2 separate regions of the Bicyclus anynana genome follow, and region 1 is linked to region 2. The links are chromatin contacts, called in public Hi-C maps. All regions are on one chromosome and are shown on one strand. The core of a region is the stretch at or near the end of the contact, and the rest is flanking DNA. Distances in the headings are between cores, read along the strand shown. Region 1 holds the start of LOC112051406 (vesicle-trafficking protein SEC22b-B). Region 2 holds the start of LOC112051408 (zinc finger protein 813).

What was found. Hi-C and Micro-C count contacts between places; a contact is called where the count stands out from the background.
Region 1: a contact with region 2 is called in a Hi-C map of whole body, with 4 times the contacts expected there. The contact joins the promoter of LOC112051406 here to the promoter of LOC112051408 in region 2. A contact is called at or near these places in 2 of 2 Hi-C or Micro-C datasets (whole body and whole larva).

The regions. Positions count from the first base shown.
Region 1 is chr4:18,765,113-18,769,686 of ilBicAnyn1.1, reverse strand. LOC112051406 (vesicle-trafficking protein SEC22b-B) reads right to left here and starts at 2,596. Exons shown (of 5, transcript XM_024090032.2): 1 at 2,349-2,596; 2 at 1,875-1,984; 3 at 1,175-1,295; 4 at 433-631. The coding sequence starts at 2,423. It overlaps LOC112051403 (ecdysone-induced protein 74EF), which reads right to left. Exons shown (of 10, transcript XM_052891429.1): 10 at 4,513-4,574.
Region 2 is chr4:18,477,120-18,482,161 of ilBicAnyn1.1, reverse strand. LOC112051408 (zinc finger protein 813) reads left to right here and starts at 3,330. Exons shown (of 6, transcript XM_024090036.2): 1 at 3,330-3,586; 2 at 4,343-4,994. The coding sequence starts at 3,476. It overlaps LOC112051411 (ADP-ribosylation factor-like protein 16), which reads left to right and starts at 708. Exons shown (of 3, transcript XM_024090040.2): 1 at 708-1,075; 2 at 1,439-1,537; 3 at 1,990-2,225. The coding sequence starts at 824. The coding sequence ends at 2,193.

The sequences.
Region 1 (4,574 bases), core at 1,347-3,846, 290 kb before region 2:
GCTAAGCACAGGAAAGTGCAGTAAGATTGACCCCACTAATTGGACCAAGAACATCTAATGAGTTGCAGACAGCTGTTAGTTACAGTACCTAACAGTTAATAATCTGTTTGATAACTGTTTAATAATAATAAAAACTAACTGTTTAATAATCTGCCCATGTTTTATCTAATTCTTAGTTTTGTTTTAACTTTGGCTTTATTACTTTTGGCTGTAAAATATTTACTAAAAAATAATAACCTTAGAGTTAACTGTCAAGTAGTGAAATTTACATTTTCCTTTTAACTTTTGAGTAATTCTTTGTTTTTATTGTTGATTTTTTTTTTCTCTTTTTTTAATTCTGTATACATTTAATTTTGTTGGTGGTCCAAATAATAAATAAATCAGTAGCAGCAACTCCAGCTATGGGCGTTTGCTGTTAATGATAATAATGACCTGATAATATCGCGCCCCTCTGCAGCACGTCATCAATGTTCTGCATCATGATCCGCTGCACGTCACCCAGCTGACCGCCCAGCTGCGCGGCGGCGCCCGCTTTACGTGCGCGCGCGCCGCCCTCTGCATACTGCCTGCGTGTGCGCTGCATCCACGTGTCGAACTCGATAAATGTGTACGGCCTTGTTACTGTGTTCACCTTAAAGTTGTAAACAGAATCAGTTAAAATACTGGCATATTAAGAAATAATGAGATCTGTTTTCTAGTGTCTACATATTCTATACTTAACTACATGAGTTATTATACATTTACATAGGTATTTTTACCCGTTTTTTGCTTGACAATTACTTGCTTCAGATTTTGAACAATCATGAATATATAGATAATGTTTATAAAAGATTATTAAATCTATCCTGCCTGTTTATCTGTCTTATTTTATCTGAATTAAAAAGACAATTCTAATATCAAGTCTTCTATGTAATTTTTAGTATCCAGTATTGGGAAGTTGGTGGTGTTGGTGTCCTTTACCACCTTAACCATGCATGTTAGCCTATTGGTTCCAATCACTTTCATAACAATAATTAGAATGTGACTTACAGTGTCAAATATTATCACACTGAACCTGCATGCCTTTATTAAAACAGAGTGGTCTGAGCTCCCGTCTTGTGTTAGAATACAGGTCTGGCATTGCATGGCAGTGTGTCATTAAATATAGAACTGATAATTAATATGCAGAACATACTCGTTTTCCGTATTGATGATAGAACTCCTGTGCAATCTCTTCTAAGTAACTGAATGCTAGTCTTTTACTGTAGTTTCGTTCACACAACACAAGGTAGCATATCTCATTCTCTATCAAATAGCTGAAAAATAATAAAAAGTAAAAACATTGGACACTAAATAGTTTTAATTAGTGATATTAATTAAAAATAAGTATGTGATGGACTTTCACTTAAGAATTCAATACTTATTTAATTATCTCTAAATAATATGTTACAAACAACACACACTATTGTGAAACTCAAATTATTTTTTGAAAATTGTTGCATCATTTCCACAGGCAGTCCTCTTGGAAATGATGCAACAGCACATACAACTTTGTAAGATTTACAAAGTTGTATGTGCTGTACAACTTAAAACATTGTTGTCATTTTACAGCAGCTAGTTGCCTCAACTGGTGACAGAAGGGCTGGCTCATTTTTTACGCAAAGGATCAGCCTGGTGGTCCAGGACTGAAATGCAGCCAGTATTCTTGCCACCATTCCACATGGACATGATTATTAGGATAAGTTTGCTAAGTAGTAGTAAGTTCCACATTGTATTATTTCTCTTAAAACTTGAAATAAAATATAATAAGCAACCATATTTAAGTGGTAGGTATAATTTAATGAATGAAGTGTATAATGAGCGAAAAAAAAAGAAAAGCAACAAGCACAACTCACTGGAAGAGAAAAGGCCCAGTTTCAATGGAGCATCGAATTGGTGACTGGGGAGTTAGCTTTCTAAACAGCATTTTTGCTTGGTTTTGATACTCCAATACATTGCAACCACTCTGAAAACCACCGCAAATTAAAATTAAAAACTGAAATTAAATACAGTGCAATGAAATGGGACTGCCACACATTTGGGTAACTTTGACATTCTTGAAAATAAGTTCTTTAAACTTAATAAATGTATTCAGTTATATAAAGTAACTTAAATTAATATTGAAGTATTGTTCATCAACATTATAAGAAAAACATGAATTAAATGCCTTTTTCTATTAAAGTTACACTGAGAAACAAAATTACCCAAGGTGCCTGTACACTGACAGACACATGTTTTTGGATGGAGTGCGTAAAGATATGTACTAATTTCTTGTTCTGGATGTAGGACATACTATTTAGATTAACATATGCCAAGAAATTAATAATCACCTGTTCGTCGTCTTGCATCGTAGCCGCTAAAGGCAGCCCGTCGACTACTCGGGCAATCATTGTCATTAAAACCATATTGCCGATTTAAAATGTCCTTTATATTACTAACAAAATTATACACTTTATTATATCCTTTTAATGCACCTATTTGTTCCTTGTCATCATTTATAAATTAGAAAACAAAGTGAATTCCAAGCACATAAAATTTCACAGAAAGTTGCGCTTACACGTCAAGACGAATGACATTGACAGGACAAAAACACGTCAGCTTGTCTATGGCAAAGAGTCATAGACAATAAATATTAGTGATGCACAGAAGAAACAACCGAGTAATAATAACTCTCAGACTAACTACAATAGGAGTTTACTAAAACTCGCTAGATGTCGCCCCTCTGTCAAAGATCAAATACCTAACGTGACAGAAAAACTTCCAATAGAATCAATATTCGAAAAAACTTCCTTAAAAATGCCGGTGTGTTTAGTTGAATGGCATTCAAAAACGGTCAATAACATGTAATTCACTAAAAGATGAAGTTACGTTTCATTTGTAAGTATTTCTAACATCAATTCTTCTGAAGGTACAGCAAAATATCGATCAAGCAATGGAATTTTCTGTGTAACGAGTGTAAGTGAGTAGTGACGTGATTGATAGGATGTGTAAAAATGACACGTGTGTGTATTGCGAATCAAATTTATAGTTGTGTGTAGTGTAAGGACATAGTCTACATTTACTGCACCTCGGGTGCGATGCATCTCCATATCTAATTCCTCTTTGTAATAATTAATGGCTGGTACCATAGAGTATTTTTAGAGTTTGGCTACTGAAATCACCCGGCAATTTTAAAAACTCTAATTAATTATGTGCTTTGACACCTATATATATGTATATGCATACGTGTGACATTATTACTACCTGTATTCAAAAAACTAAATTGCAAGTATGAAGCGGAGTTATTTCAATATTTGCAGTACCATTTTGGGAACGCTCTCCGATATTTTTGAATTTATAACTTCTGAAGGTAGGTTGTGCCGCTTTTTAACGTAATGCGTTACGGCACCACTCTCCCTGGCTTCCCTTTCACGCAGGCAGCTGCAGGTTTAAGTTAATACATATGTCTAGCATCGCGCACATTATTTTTTAATTTGCTAAGCCAAATTCTAACATACTGGAAGCTGTTAGTGTAAGTACGAAAATGGTTTTTCCGCCTTCATTTCTTCGATCCTAGCCTAGGGTCCCTCCGGAAATACATGCTTCCTGATTCTTACAATATTGTCTTTAAGAAAAGAGTGAATAGTAATTTTCTAGGCAAGCGCATTCCACGTAAGGTGTTCACACTTAATGTTATAAAATGGTCATCGTGATAAAATGAAAGCAATGATGTTTTATCAGATTATCAATTGTTAAAAAGTAGTATTTTAAATTCAATATTTACGTTTAACGATTAACAAGTGTGATCAAGTTAAATGGGTTGGGCATAGGTAGGGTTGAGCATAGCTGATAGAATTGTAGATATATTTATTTTTCCTTACGAATCGTCATCGCCATTTTGCCGACCTCTCTGGCGGTAGATTCCCAGTTCGGGTCAGTTTGGGATTTTATAATTTCTGAATTGGCTCAGGTCAAGTAAGGTTATCTTAGTCCATGGCTAGTTACCAAAGCAAAGACGTACTCCCAAGCTATTTACCGTTCCGGTACGATTTCGCGTAGAAATCTTCTGAGGCACGGGTCAACTATACTTGTGCCTTTTCCAAGTAAACCCACTTGTATTTCTGACTGCATCATAATTTGAAATAAGAGCCTAATGGCAGTTTGATACTGTGACGATCGCGTTAACGTAACCGTGATTTTTTAAGGAATTGAAACAGCGTCATCTAGTGGCACTAATGCACAACTTTTTTAATTCCATTTAGATTCGCGTTTAAGTTGTCGCGATAGTAACAGTATGACAATATTGAAAACGCAGTCAAGGGCTTTCTTGTCAAAGAATAATAAAAGATATCGCTCTGCCATTTGCTTTTTCAAATTAATTTTCAGATAGATATGCATAGATAAGGTTTATGTAGCGACACGGCGTGACGTGCTGCAGGGAAAGTTGGAAACCCGGTAGGAGTTTAGTGGTCAGGTTTTACTAATGAAAATCAGGGTGTTTGACAAAAACAGACATTTGTATTTTATTGTGGATATTTTATTAACATTATCATCATGCATCAAATTTATATGCTAAA
Region 2 (5,042 bases), core at 2,081-4,580:
AGCTTGTATATTCATTTTTAGGGTTCCGCAGTCCACAAGGAACCCTAGACTAGAAGAGAGTATTAAAAAACCTTATTTTATATTTAAAATGACGGCAAAATATGTAGTCTTGATAAATATATGTATTAGGTACAGTATTATTAAGTGTGGGATTGATATGATTATTGTGGGTGTGACAGGTTTAATGGTGTATGATGCTAATTTAAACTATGGAACCTCACACTGCGCTTTGACCGACACGCACTAAAGATTACGCACGTACACAGATTAAAGAATAATAGGCAGATAGAGCGCACGGAACACGACGATGTCGAAGCCGTTTCAAAAACTAATATATTCTCGAGTCAGTACCACACGAAGTGTCGCATCAGTAATTTCCAATATTATTCAAGATTATGTTTTTAAATACTTTAAAAACTGTTTACAAAAACTAAAGAAATATAGGAGTAATTATTATTGATGTGTATTGTTTAAGTATATTTATTATAATAAAAAAAAGATAGGAGTAATTTTTATAGACAATTATTGATTTACGTAATTGTCGTTAATGGTAAATTTTGAAATACAAATTATAAAAAACGTTTGTTTTTTTATGGGTTTCACCGGCCTCACTGCGCTGCTTGTATAGACTCATTCTGGATAATCTTTATTCTGTGTATAAAACAAAACATGGAAAATTCAAAAAAGTTGAATTGACTCTTTGGCAGAATATCTTCACGCAAAAGTATGTTGATACAGCGACATCTTTTGACAAGTAGTTGAAATAAAGTACTATCTGCTCTACCAACTCTTTATTGACCAAACGAAGTACGATACTAAAAAAATGGAGGACCCTGAAAAGCATATCCCGATTCTTTGTTTAGGACCTAAGGGATCCGGTAAAACCACTTTACTCAAGAAATTACAAGAAGCTGAAGGGATAGACTACACTTACAGTCCTGTGCCCACTATAGGAACAAATATTTACGACATCCAACATCTGAACAAAGCTGGGAAGAAGCAAGTGCTTTCAATTCGGGAAGTTGGCGGTGTAATGGCACCACTCTGGAGCAATTACTTCGAAGGTGTTGAGAAGGCAAGCAAAAGATTATGTAATTCACTAAATAAACATCCATACACAATGTTTTTCTTAATGAATGGTTGCAAAATCTTTACATTTCAGAACTATAACCCTGACTGTAATTTAAGTCAGGACTGTATTTTTTTTTTAATAATCGCGCTCGTGGCTCGAGCAATAGAAATAAAATAGCCATAAATTATCTTTATCTGTCGAGCAAATTGAGTATTTCTAATGTTAGTTTTTTGTGTTTTCCCTAAACGTACCCACCATAATATTAAGGGCTCATACTTGGGAGAGGTACTCAACAATAGTACAACAACAAAAAGTACACTATCTCATGTTCATCTACCGCGCTAACCATATTATTGTATTTTCCAGGTAATCTACGTAGTTGACACATCAAACTTATGCCAAATCTCCGCGACTGCTGTTTTACTGTACACATTGTTGGCTGAACCGAAGCTGAAGAAGGCTAAGGTAAGTAATAATCTTCAGAGTAACGTACCTACTATCCCTACCTACGAAGAGCGAATACATCAAGTACCTACCTACCTAATACTTTTTTCTAGTAATAGTTAACGAATAAGCAAATAAGAGATTTTATCTTGATAAAAAAATATAAAACGATTGGATTTGACTCTTGACTTGATGATGTACTTAATACATACAGGATTAACTACATCATCAAGTCAAGAGTGAATAGGCATCTTCTAGGCAAGCGCATTCCACCATAGACTACATTGTCGCTTACCATCAGGTGTGACTGCAGCTACGGTAGGAACCTTTTTTAATTAGGCAAAGGTGCCCTAATTTAAAAAAATCAGTATCATAGCGCGATGGTCTCTCGTCACAAATGTAAGAAAATACCCTCAACTTTATCCGTTGTATTTGAAATTCTACTGTAAATTCAAATAGGGATTTTTTTACAGTTTATTTTAGTGTTGAGCAAAATGGACGCAGCGTACAGGCAAATGCGCAACGAAGCCTTGCTAATGCTTCAATATACTCGACTAAGCAACGAACTGCAAAACAAGCCCATCCTTCTAGAAGTCTCTCCCCTAACCGGCACTGGACTGGACGCCCTGCGTACTCACCTTGCAGAAACCAAACGTTTCACGCCGCCAGTAAATTAAATATGAATTGAAATTACCAAACAATGTTTCATTTCCTTGACCCAATAAAATGTATGAAATTATGCAAAAGATTAAAATGATGAACAGATACGAATATAACTAATTGTGTGATAACCATCGTTAGGGGTTTTTTGTTTTAATTTTTTACTCATTTATGTAGACAAGTACCTAATTAAGTTACCTTTTTTTAAATATTTATTTCATACTTATATACGTACTCTTTACCTATTTCAATATTTATTTATTTTCACGTACGAGTACTTAAGTGATTTCAAATCCTTATTTATTTGAGAGGTAGGATTTCAATGAGATTATGACTCAGACCCAGTAATGACTAGTCAAAGGAATAAGATCAATCGAAAGTATACAACATAATATTAATTATGTACGTAATACTTTCATTTTCATTATAGGTACCTATTACCTACCTACAATATTTGTAAAAAATTTTCATGGATTTTATCCACTTGCTACTTTTTTTACTTGTGCAGCTGTTGCAGTCTATTTTAGCCATAGATAGCCTATACAAATATAAATATAAACTTATTTTGAGATTTTGGCCTATTTATGCTGTGGGCTCACATAGCTTTTTAGCGTATGCTTTTATGTCATTGTCAAAATGTCAAATTGACGTCGCTGTCGTGGACAGGGTTCCCAACTTAGGGGTTTTCCCCCCAGATTTAGGGGGCAAATAAGTGAAATGGGATTTTTTTTAGGGGTCTGAAATTTTTAGGGGTATTTTCAGGGATTTTTTGACTCTTTAATATTTTTAAATTGATGATAATTTTAATATTTCTTTCTTGGCCTAGCGACTTATAACGACATATAATACGTTATTCTACAACCACTCTGAGGCAATCGGAGGCAATTTTCACCGAATAAAAAAAATTGGTAAATTTGTTGTTGTCAACATGTATGATTTCAAAAAATCTGAATCTTCAGATAAAGACGTAGTATTTTGTCTGTATTAAATATAGACTTTTGAAACATATGACAGCATATTATTTCTAAATTATTATGAATTTATATTTTTTAGGGGGACAACTCAATAATTAAGGCGATTTTAGGGGTTTTTGACACCAACTTTAGGGATAAATATTTTGGAGAGTTGGTAACACTGGTCGTGGATTATATAATCTGTAGGATATTCAATATTGATTTTGTTTGTAAACAAAGAGTTGTATAAGAGATCGTAAAATGTGAAATTTTGAATAATTCGAGTCGCGCACTTACCTGAATTCTCTACATAATCGTTTTGACGATAAACTGTTAATTAGAAGTCATGGACATATCCAATTTATGTCGCAGTTGTATGAAAGAAGTGGCTTCATGGGAAAGAGAAAACTTTGACGCCAGAGCTGTGGAAATGTTTTGTTTCTGTACCAATATTAAGGTATTTAAATTAAAGTATAATTCTTCAATCTAAATACCATAGTTTAACAAATAGATTGTGCTTTTCGACTTATTTCCTCGTTCACCATTTCACCATAGGACCGCCAGGGCCCATTCATAGCAATAATCTGCAAACTAAAGCATAACAATCTATTAAGCCTGTGATTTTACTAGCAACCATACCATTTACATTGAAATATTGCAAGGCTTCTTACCAGCTAAGCATGCCAGGCAGAAATAGATACTTCTGTGCATTTCACAGTACTTCTAGCAAGTGTTATTTACTCGTTTAAAAATATGCTTAGCTCTTACATACAAACAGAGAAGACATTTCTTATTAGTGATATCACTCAGACTTCATTATGGTCTGCAAGCAAAATGAAATCTGACTTCGATGTTCAGTGTTCTTTGAAATATTAGCCACTTATACTTTGTGTGGGCTTTAAATTATTAAAGCCCACACAAACAACTTTATACCACTAAGCACCACACCACCACATCACCACTGTGACATAAAGTGGCTAATATTTCAAATTTGAAATCTGTATTTGAGAGTAGGGTATTAACCCTACTCTCAAATACAGATTTCAAATTTGACACCCGGTGGGTGAATAATCCCCTTGGGGTGCCCTTACAATGACTATGAATTCCACTGTAACTTCCTCAGTCCATAACTTGAGGTAGGGTTTTTGTTGAGCTTCATTTACTAGGTATATTTTGGTTTATTTGTCCTCAGAAGTTAAACTTTATTTTTCAGATAATGGAAGATATAAAGCTACCCAAACAGTTCTGCTATGATTGCACTATAAAAATAGAGTCCTGTTTCACATTTATAAAAGAAGCGCAGAATGTTAACATAACTCTTAAGAACATTGCCTCAAGAAGTGACACGAGCATCATTATTGAGCCTGAGTCTGTAAAGAATTGTTTAACTGAACCAAATAGACTAAGACTGACTCTACCAGATTATAAACTATCCATTGGTGTGAGTAATTACACAGAACAGGACATTTTTGATGAGACAGACTATAATCGCAATGAAAGTGCAATTCTTACTACAGACTTACCAATATTACCCACTAAAACAATTGAGTTATTACAAAGTACTGAAAAATGTAATTTGCCCATCCATAATGAATTAGAAAGAAACAGCAATTTGAAACTTGATACAACAATAAGCTCTGTAAAGATTGAACCAAAAAGAGATGATAATATAACAGTTGGTGTGCCAGAAAGAGTTGCAACAAGAAAGAATAATGTATGTAAAACAGATGTGACTGTATTAGATGAGGCAAAAAAGTTAGCATGCCCAGTGTGTAGGAAACAGTTTACATCTAAGAAGTGGTACTCGAAACATATGGATAAAGAACACTCCGGGCATAAGTATAACTGTGAACATTGTCCCAAATGTATGTATAGCTCATTTTCTTAAAGCTAGATAAGTTGAGCTTAAATAC